Regions from separate parts of the Mus musculus genome. Here all the other regions are linked to region 1. The links are chromatin contacts, called in public Hi-C and HiChIP or PLAC-seq maps. All regions are on one chromosome and are shown on one strand. The core of a region is the stretch at or near the end of the contact, and the rest is flanking DNA. Distances in the headings are between cores, read along the strand shown. Region 1 holds the start of Fam102a (family with sequence similarity 102, member A). Region 2 holds the start of Stxbp1 (syntaxin binding protein 1). Region 3 overlaps Fam78a (family with sequence similarity 78, member A).

Evidence for each region. A called contact is a pair of places that touch in the nucleus more often than the background predicts. HiChIP or PLAC-seq counts read pairs in DNA pulled down with a chosen protein or histone mark.
Region 2: an H3K27ac HiChIP or PLAC-seq map of microglia shows a contact between it and region 1, with 5 times the contacts expected there. The contact joins the promoter of Stxbp1 here to the promoter of Fam102a in region 1. A contact is called at or near these places in 4 of 115 datasets of contacts at active chromatin or transcription factors (embryonic stem cells, epiblast stem cells, microglia and 1 more) and 2 of 9 other capture datasets (liver and pancreatic islet).
Region 3: a contact with region 1 is called in a Hi-C map of CD8 T cells, with 4 times the contacts expected there. The contact joins the enhancer-like site here to the promoter of Fam102a in region 1. A contact is called at or near these places in 2 of 484 Hi-C or Micro-C datasets (CD4 T cells and CD8 T cells) and 1 of 115 datasets of contacts at active chromatin or transcription factors (memory CD8 T cells).

Annotation. Positions count from the first base shown.
Region 1 is chr2:32,534,074-32,537,219 of GRCm38.p6, forward strand. Fam102a (family with sequence similarity 102, member A) reads left to right here and starts at 1,286. Exons shown (of 11, transcript NM_153560.4): 1 at 1,286-2,159. The coding sequence starts at 2,014.
Region 2 is chr2:32,845,556-32,848,803 of GRCm38.p6, forward strand. Stxbp1 (syntaxin binding protein 1) reads right to left here and starts at 1,677. Exons shown (of 19, transcript NM_009295.2): 1 at 1,500-1,677. The coding sequence starts at 1,536. It overlaps Gm13524 (predicted gene 13524), which reads left to right and starts at 381. Exons shown (of 2, transcript NR_166175.1): 1 at 381-880; 2 at 2,202-3,248.
Region 3 is chr2:32,067,218-32,070,534 of GRCm38.p6, forward strand. It overlaps Fam78a (family with sequence similarity 78, member A), which reads right to left. Exons shown (of 2, transcript NM_175511.4): 2 at 1-2,556. The coding sequence ends at 2,028. Among named protein-coding and RNA genes, the nearest start is that of Fam78a, 15 kb to the right of the region's middle. Within about 2 kb of position 1,969, at least 9 of the 459 cell types and tissues checked have an H3K27ac peak or open chromatin away from gene starts, as enhancers often do. A contact at or near this core is called in CD8 T cells, where this site is marked.

The DNA.
Region 1 (3,146 bases), core at 36-2,535:
GGAAGTCTTCATGCACATGTCCAAACATGATATCATGCATGGTATCAAACATGATGTCCGGCAGAGAATTTACATCTCAAATGCCAATCAGCCCAACTCTCTTTAATTTTCCACAGGGAAGTCCAGCAGACCTTAACTTATCTCCTGCCCGGATCAAAAACGGCCTTTCACTCACCCATTTCCCCATTTTCTTTCCTCCAAGTTATCTGATGCCAGAACAATCAAGTCACTATCTAGCTCAAAAAACCAGGAGATGCCTCCTTCTTTGCTCTGGTCTACAAGACTGGGCCAGATTCTAGCCTGATCTGCTGTTCTCTCAAATTAGAATTCATCCAGGGATACTCCACAAACTTTTTGAGTACCATGCTGCCGGGCCAGCAGGCCTCTAGTGACTGCCACTGCCTGTACCCCGATGCTTGGCCGGCTTTGTGTCAGAATCCTTTGAACTTCCGTTCCAATCCGAAAGCACACGCCTCCTCTGACCTCCCTACTTGAGTTCTTCAGCAGACTCTCAGATCCAGTCTTTCCACTGGGTGCCTGCCTGACTCAGGACAGAGTTCCTAAACACTGGCGGCCTGGATAAAAAGAATCATAAAATGCCGATAGTTTGGAGAGTACGAGGTCCCCAAGGTGTCCTTTGCCATAACTATCGGGAAACTTTAAACAAAAGCCTTAGATAACAGCCTGGAACCAGGCAGGCCGAGTCACAAGGTTGCCGGGCTCCAATGGATCTTCAAGAGCGGCAAAGCCAGGACAGATGCTTGTCATTTTTAGAGGCGAGCAAGACCTGCATAGGTCTTGAGACACCTCTGCGATTGTTTTCCTGAGAACAGGGGTGCTACCTCCTCAGCCTGCTTCATTGCTCACTGAGCTCAGGTCTTGGCGGGATCCGGGCAGGCCGTTCTAGCCCTAGTTTCCAGATTGTTTCCCCTAGTCATTGTTTCTCCTTTTCTTGGGCTCGCGCTCTCCTCCCGTTCTTTCCAGTGCCGGCCCCCACACCCCGCGACCTCCCACCGCCTCTCCGCACCCCCCCCCACCGCGCTTCTCAAGGAGGCGGGTCCAGCCCCGCGAGCGCTCCAATCCGAGCGCCCTCAACTGGCCCTGCCTCCGCGAGCCCCGCCCCACGCCACCGCCAGCCAATAGAAATTCGTGTTCGTACAGTCGGCCTGTCCAATCGCAGGTTGGCTGTGAGCCTCGCGCGCCCCGCCCCTGCTGCTCTCGGCCGCGGCTCCGCGGGCGGTCGCGCCGGGGCTTCGGCATTCTCCGAGCAGCGCCGAGCTGCGTCGGGCTCAGCCGGCTGCGTCCGGAGGTGCGGGCGACGGCGCCGCTGTGCTCCAGCGGTGCTAACCGAGGCAGAAGCCATCCGGCCGGGTCGGAAGGCGCCTGAGACTCGGGCAGGGCAGGAGCGGCGTAGGTCCCAGGACTGAGCGGGAGGCGGACCGGCACACGTTCCCGGCCCGGCAGAGCCTCCCGAAGCGGTCCCTGCAGAGCCGGGTCGGTCGCCGAGGTGGCTTCCGCTTCCCGGGGCCTCACCTGCGCAGGCCGCGGTGCGCCAGGTGCGGAGGCGTGTGCGTCGCCTGGGCACCTCCCACGGCAGCCAGCGGGGCGGAGGCGGGGCCGCCGCCCGGGTCTCCAGCGGTTCGCCCGGCCGTCTCCGTCAGTCTCACCGGTCCGCCGGGCCCCGCGGATCGGGATGCTGCTGCTCGCTTGCGAGCCGCCCTCCACGCCAGCCCCCGCTGCCGGGGCCGCACCTCGCTGTTTACATGTCAGTGGAGCCCGGGTTCCCCGAGGGTGAGAGCAGCCGGCTCACTGGACCTGGGGCTCCGAACTCAGATCCTCTCCTGCCCGCAGCCTCCGCCGCCATCTGGACTGGATCCAGCTCTGGTGTTTTTGAGGAGGGGGGTGTGGTGTCGGGAAAGGAATCCTGGGGTTTTCTAGTATCCCCTTCTTTTTTTCTTTTTTCTTTTCTTTTTCTTTTTGGCCCTGCGGGCTTCAGACTCAGGGAACTTGCTCATGGCTTTTTTGATGAAGAAGAAGAAATTTAAATTTCAAACCACTTTCACCTTGGAGGAGCTGACTGCGGTCCCCTTCGTGAACGGGGTCCTCTTTTGCAAGGTCCGGCTGCTGGATGGCGGGGATTTTGTCAGCTTGTCGTCCAGGTAGGCATTGAGGTTTTCGCGTTTGCAGGGGAGGGTGGGGAGTGCTGATGAGTGAGATCTAGCCACTTGGCAAATGTGGAAGACTCAGCTAGGGACGGATGGGCAAGGGGCCCGCCTGGGGAAAGATTTGCTCTAAGCAGGACTTAGGTCTGAGTGAGCTGGCAGAGCGCCTGGCATTTGTCTGCAGGTGACCAGCCAGAAACCTTTTAGGGCCCTGCGTGCACTCTTCAAGTCACCCGTTTTACAGATTTGTATGGAGAGAGCTGACTGAGATTTTCACTTTAAGGGATTAAGTAAGGGTGTCTCAGGCCACCTTGCCACCAAGCTGGCTCCTGTGGCTGTCATACGATTGAGAGATTGGGCCAGCCAGGGCTCTCTGGCTCTCTCCCCTTGGCTGGGAAAGCCCAGTTCCAGGCACTCCCTGGATTTGATTGCGGGAGGTGGCTGGATTTTGGGTTGCCCAGCCCCCTCTTGAGTGACTGCCCTCCACTGGCTAAAGCTGGACTGCTTTGCAATGCAAATGTCCTTGCCAGGAGACTGCCTTCCCCTGTGAAAAAAGCCATCGGGTTTGATTTTGTGTCCGTCATCGTCCTAGTAGGTCCAGCTTCCCAGTTTATTGCTGAATGAGGTCCCAGTCCACCTTTTGCAGGTTGAGCTCATGGCGGTCACACAGTCCTGACCTGCCTGCAGAGGTCCGTAGAGTCCAGCTAATGGGGAAAGGAAGTCAAGTTCAGGCTCTTTCTGGGTTCCTGTTCCCTCTTCGGCACACTGGACCTAATACAGGTTTCTCCATCAGCTTTGTAAAGGGAAGTTGCAGTAGATAGGCCCCTGGCCCAGCTCCCGAGATGCTTCCCCCTCCTAGCCTGTCCCTTGCTTCTTAGGTCTTGTGGGCCTAGTTAGCTGGACCTGCCCCACTATTCAGAGCGCTCAGAGGTGTGTTAGACGGATTGGGATAATGAGCCCCAGAAAGAGGAAGTAAATTGGTTG
Region 2 (3,248 bases), core at 427-2,926, 310 kb after region 1:
TTCCCATAGGTGAAAATGAAGATGTTGACGACAGAAAATCCCTAGGGATACTTGCAGCCTTAACCACCAATTCTCCTCAGAAAACAATTCAAGTAGCCTTTACAGCACGGGTGCTAGCATAAGCATTTAAAAAGGTCGACTTTTGGTTTTGTTTTTATAATAATTTCTCCTGATGTACTATATCAGGGAAGAGTATCCCCCCCCCCTACTCATACCAGTCAAAAGATAAGGGTTAGGCAGTTAGTACGCTCAACAGTTATGCTGCATTTGATGGGGGGTGGGGGGCGGGGAGGAAGCTGCCATAGAACAGGATCACTGAAAAGGGAAACTGTAAATTTCCACCTCTCCTACAGGGAAAAGGCACTTTCATTTTCTCTCTCACTCTAAAAAGATAGCCAAAGTCACAGCAGTGTTCACGCGGTTTCATTGTAAAGACGTGCCAAAATACTTAAGAGGCACTATTTTTCTACCTAGGTCACCCATCTTTGAGAATACCGACAGCCCGCCCTCACTTCGACGCTCCCCATCCATTATTAAAAAAAAATAAATAAATAAATTTAAACATGTCTGCTGTGCCTTTCATGCAAACCTATAAACAGTCACATCTTCCCCGCAGCGACGCCCAGGTCTGAGTCCCACAAGCAGCGAGACTGCAGACTGCGGCGCTGGCTGGGGCCACTCCTCCCGCGACACTCCGAAACTGCTCCCCTTTCCCTTGGGATTTCTAAGGGTTCGGACCAGCTAAGACCCCTCCCTTTAAGTCCAGCCCGGGGAAGGGGAGGCGGAGAGAGCCTTGCGGAAGCAGTGCCACAGGAAAACCCCGTGTCCCCTGCCCAGCTGGCAGGAGTGGCCCTGGCGGCGCGCGCCCAGCCGCTCCCAGGTGGGTCTCTGCAGCCGGGGACAGCGCCCTGCTCCCGGGAGAGGGAGGCAGGGAGGGAGGAGGACGCAGGCCAGGCTTCGTTCGTCACGATTCACGAGGGAGGGTGGGAAAGAGGGAGGGATTGGAGACAGAAAGAAAGGGGGGGGGGAGCGGAATTGAGAGCTCTGGATATGCAGAAGGCAAGGAAAGGAGACGGTAGGAAAGGAATACGTCTGGAGAAGAGTTGGGGTGCAGAAGGGTGATGCTGCAGAGGAGGGTGGTGGGCTGGAGGGGATAAAGGCGCGGGTGGGGGAGGTGAACAGGGAGAGAGAGAGAGAGGAGAGGGATGGGATGAAGGGAGAGATGGCGTGATGGAAGTGAATGGATGAAGGTAAAAAGGAAAACGAGATGTTTATGAAGGCGAGGTATGAGGAGGAGGGATGGGATGAAGAGAGGTGGAGGAATAGAGACTGAGGAGGCGTCTGGGGTGAGGAGGACCGAGGTGAAGAGGGGATCTGGGTGAAGCGTGAGTCAGGGAAGCCTGCTGGCCGCAGGAAGCCAGAGGGGCATCCCTCCCGGGAGGGCGGCGCCTGAATAACGGGTTTCGCCGGCCCCGGGGCAGCACCCGGACGCCACTTACTCTCTCCGACCACCGCCTTGAGGCCAATGGGGGCCATGGCGTTCTTCGAGTCTTCGGGCTCCGATGCTCCTCCCGCGACACCGTCGCCTCCCCCGGGCCGCGCGCCCCGCTGTCTGCAGCCCGCCGCCCCGCAGTCGCGCTCGGGACCGACTGACGCGCGGACTCCGCGCGGGGGCGCGACTCGGGCCAAAGCGAGGCTGTGTAGCGGCCAGCGCGCGCGGGAGGGGCGGGGCTGCGGGGCGGGGCCTCGCGCCAGCCGTCATCGTCACCCGCGCGCTGCCGCCAATAGAAGCGCGGCCCGGGCGCGAGACCCCGCCCTCCGGGATGCAGGCTCCGGGAGCGCCCTCCCCTGCGCCTCACGCTCGCGCCAGGGCCTCAGGGTCCTAAAATCCCCTCGCCAGCCCTGCACGGGCTGCCCAGGTCATGGGAATCTCCCTAAAGCCAGGCTGTGATGCTCTTCCTGCTTTTTTGGGAGCCTTCCATTTTCTCCTGCCAAAAAACCGAACTCTGAGAGCAGATTCTTATTAACTGTAGTCCCATTCCCAGCCACAACATAGGCTTACAGTACACTGACACTATCCCTGTGTCTCTGTGGTCTGTTTACCATTGATGGAGAGCTAAGCTCTGTGTTACACACCTTTCAGGTATCATTTTACTAAATTCGCGCAATAACCGAACATCATTTCTAATCTTCATTTTCAGGTACAAAAACACACCCGAGGCGCTTGCTGTTGTACCATTTATCTATCAGTCACTAATGAATATTATTCTCCCATAACTATGTATAAGCTATGTATATGAATTACTATGGATATTCTGTATACTGGAGCTGCACTCGTGCACAAGACATGGAACAAATCCAGTAGTTTCCAAAGTCCAAATCTAATTAGGAAATACTACAGAATCAACTCTGGACTCAGCATCTCCTTCCTCCTGTCTACATGGTCACATACTGGTTTTCGAGGTTCCATCTTTGCTAATGAAGAAGGTTGCTTTGGAAATACAGAACAAGAGTAGGAGACGTACCTCAGAGGTGGAGCACTTGCTTGTTATATGCAAGGTCTCCACTTTGATCCCTGATGGTGGAAAATAAAATAAAGTGCAAAGAAAAAATGAACAAGTCCAACTAACTTAAAAATCACAAAGGATGGGGCTGGAGAGATGGCTCAGTGGTTAAGAGCACTGGCTGTTCTTCCAGAGGTCCTCAGTTAAAGTCTTAGCATTCACATGACAGCTCACAATTGTCTGTGACTGTATCTAGTAGGACCAAATGCCCTCTTCTGATGTGCATACATGCCAACAGAATACCCACATACATAAAATACATGCATGAATAAATCTTTTTTAAAAACATTTTTAAAAGGAAAAATCACAAAGGAGCCAGGTGTGGTAACACATACCTTTAGTCCTAGCACTCAGGAGACAGAAAGCTAGGGGGTCCCTGAGTTTGAGACCAGTCTGGTCTACAGAGCAAGTTTCAGAAAAGCCTGGTCTATAGAACAAGTTGAGGGACAGCCAGGGCTACACAGAAAATCGCTATCTTTACAAACAAACAAGAAAGAACCACAAAGGAGGGCATAGCAGCACAGACCTTTAATCCCAGCACTTGGGAGGTAGAGGCAGGACAAACTCTGTGAGTTCTTGGCCAGCCTGGTCTACATAGTGAGTTTCAGGCAAGCCAGAGCTACATATACCCAGTTTAAAAAAACAAAACAAAACAAAACAAAACGACAACAACAAACTCCCAAA
Region 3 (3,317 bases), core at 719-3,218, 470 kb before region 1:
TGTCAGGCAGGAGGGGAGAGAGGAACGGGGAGCCAAGGAAGCCAGGTGGGCAAAGCCAGGCATGCAGTGGGGAAGGAGCGCAAGATATGTGGGTTTGGGGGTCCCCATGTCCAGAGCAGTTCGGGCCACCCCTACTGTGATTCCTAATCCTTATTCCCACCAAACCTTTAGAGAGCACTCAGCCCAGGACAAGGACTCGCTCCCAACCCTCACCAGGGCCTGTCTCTTTTCTTCAGGGCAAGGAAGTCCTGAACACAGAGAAGGCCTTTCCAGTCACCAGCCAACCCTGATCTAGTGTGGGGCTGAGACCTCATGGCTCTCCCAGCTAAGATGACATAGAGAAAGAGAAGGCTCCAGGGAGGTCCAGCCCTGACAAGTGGCTCTCCAGCCAACTGTGCCATGGGCATGATCTGTTCGGTGTGCTCCAGGTGACTGCAGCCCCCAGCCCTAGTGGCTGAGAATGACCAGACATTAAGTACCCTGGAAGGACAAGCGTCTCAAGTGTAGAAATAGAGCTGGGATCTAGCTGTACCTCCCATGCTGTCTCCGAGGCTCCCCTACAAATGGCTCAGCAGCAGCAAAAACATTCTTTTTCTTGTGATAACAGTTTTCTGTGCTTATTACTGGTTCGAATCCAGTGATGCAGCTGTTAGTACGCTTAACGGAGTGTCCCTCAAGCAGCTCAAAGCAGACATTTCTAGAAACCATGGCATCACTCAAGGACAAGTTCTAGGGCTCCAGAAGGGAGACCCCAAGACTGCCTACCATGTGTCAAGCCAGTTTCACAATGGCCTGACACCTCCCAGGTGAGTCAGCTGACTGCTTGCTCCCCAGACCTCCACCTCCCCAGGAGCACCTATGATGGGGAGGGGAGGGACCTAAGCACCCTCCAGCTGGTGCTTAGCTCCTATATGCAGCCCACCCCAGAGAGTCCGGGAGCCGCTTCCCCTGAGAATGAACCAGAAGCTCTGATATGGCTTCTTTACAGTGTGCTAGCGTATGGGCATCCCTGGGTGCTGGAACCCCAGATTCAAGTGTGATAGTGCTGGCCAGGAGGAAAGGGCATGCCATCTTTACCTTAAGACAGCTGGGACTGTCCAGACTCAGTGGCAATGCCCCAACCCCAACCCTGCCAGGCATTTGGGACCAAGATAATGGAAGAGAAAAAGCCACATTCCTAGGGGTGGGTTCTAGAGATAGCAAAGGTGAAAACGTTACCTAGCTCCAACCCAACACTTTGGGGACTCTTCTCCCAGAATACCTCCATCAGGCAACTTAAGGCTACTGAGGAGAGGGGTGGGGTCAAGGATCTATGCCCTGCTCAGCTCGTACCCCCACCCCCGGCAGGTACTGGGGAGGGGTTCTACTGGGGTGGAATAGAAGCTCTAGGAAGAGTCTGTGGTTTTGATTCTGCACAAACAACAGGATAAAACAGCTGGTTTTAGACCTGAGATCGCTCTCTTGCCCCCTCACGCAGACGCCCAGGAGGAGGAGCAGGGTTCAGGTGAGCCTCCCCTCTTCCCAGCTCTGACTGAAGAGGGCAAGTCCTGTAGGGCAGAGATCCGTGGCCTTTCCAGTTCTTTCTCTCCTTTAAATTCAGCTTAAGGCAAAAGTTTGGCAAAGCAAGTCTACATAAGGCCGCATGGCAGAGGGGAGGCAGAGGGGAGGCAGGAAGAGCAGGCTGGGTCCCCTGACAACCAGCCTCCTCCCCTGCCCCTGCATCCACAAAGAGGAGGGGAAAATTAAAAAAAGCGGTGTTTCGGAGAGTCAATGAACACTGAGGTTGTGATAGGAGGAGAGGAGCCCTGGGGGTGGGGTGGGTGGGCGCCTGTTGTCCCTGGCTCCCCCCTCCCTGCAGGGAAGCACGTGGAGGAGCCAGGAGGCCGGCCGGTTTTAGCACAGTGAGATCCGCCCCGGGAGAAGGTAGAATGGTTGTATTTTTCTGAATGACCGACAGGGCATCTGGGTTTCCTTCTGAGCAGTAATATTGTTACTACGTTGAGTCTCACCTCGCAGCAGCCTGGCTGTTACCGGTGCTTGGGCGGGATCACCACCAGTGGCTGCCCGTACTTGGGTCTCCACATGAGGACCTGTGCATCGTTGGCGTTGGGCTTGACCAGGGCACTGGGCGGGATGGGCTCATTCTTGCTAAGGATTTTAGGCTGGTCCTGGGCAATGGGCTCCCGCAGCCTGGCGCGCTGGCCCAGGGGCCGGTTGGGATTCACCTCGATGCTCAGCTGCATGCGCCAGTGCAGGGTCTGCAGGATGATCATATCATTGGTGGAGGTGTTGGTGGCCACCAGCCACGTGGTGAAGCTCTGGTCCCGGTAGATGTTGGTCAGTTTGGCCACGTTGCTCTCACTGACGGGCACGGCCCACGTGACGCTGGGGTAGAAGTTATCGTTCATGCTGATGATGAACTTGGAGTCCCTCTTGGTGGGCCCCACAATCGTGCAGGTCTCCGTGGTATTGCCGTACCAGGGATAGTTCACCCCATCAGAGTCACTGATGGCCTCGATCTTTCCTTCCTGGAGGTCGGGGAGCTCCCAGCTAGACCTAGGGAGCAAAGAAGGTCAGGAGAGGCTCAGTCACCAACCAGTAAGGCTTTTCTGCGTTCTTAGGATGTATCAGGTACTGTCCTGGGACCCTGGAGACAGGAGGGACTCAACCCCCTTTGCTCATGGGGCTGACGTGGGATGGAGCAGACAATAAACAGGACATTATTCAATACCAGGTAAGATGAGCCCAGTCACAGCCCGCTTCAATAACCCGAATGTTGGGCTGAAAAGACGACTCAGTAGTTCACCTACTGCTCTTACAGAGGACCCACGTTCAATTCCCACATGAGCAAAAATTCTTAACTCCAACCCCAGGAGGCCTGGTGCTCTCTTCTGGCCTATGTGGTACCCGCACTCATGTGTACATACACACACACACACACACATTTAAAATATTTTGGAGGGCTGGAAACATGGCTCAGCAGTTAAGAGCACTGCTATCTTTTAGAGGTCCTGAGTTCAAGTCCCAGTCCCGACATGGTAGTTTACAACCATGTATATAACTGTAATCCCATGGGATCCTGTTCCCTCTCCTTGTGATATACACACAGGCAAGACACCCATATACATACAATACATATATAATCATATATACATATATGATTATGTATATATATATTTTTTTTAAAGACTATTCTCTGAGTACCTTCCCAGGCCAGACCACCACTGAAGGCCAGCACCCTCCATGAGAGCCAGTCATTAAACTAGTAGGTGTCATTTGGGACTTGGAGAAGCCCAACTCTTTTTTTTGGGGGGGGG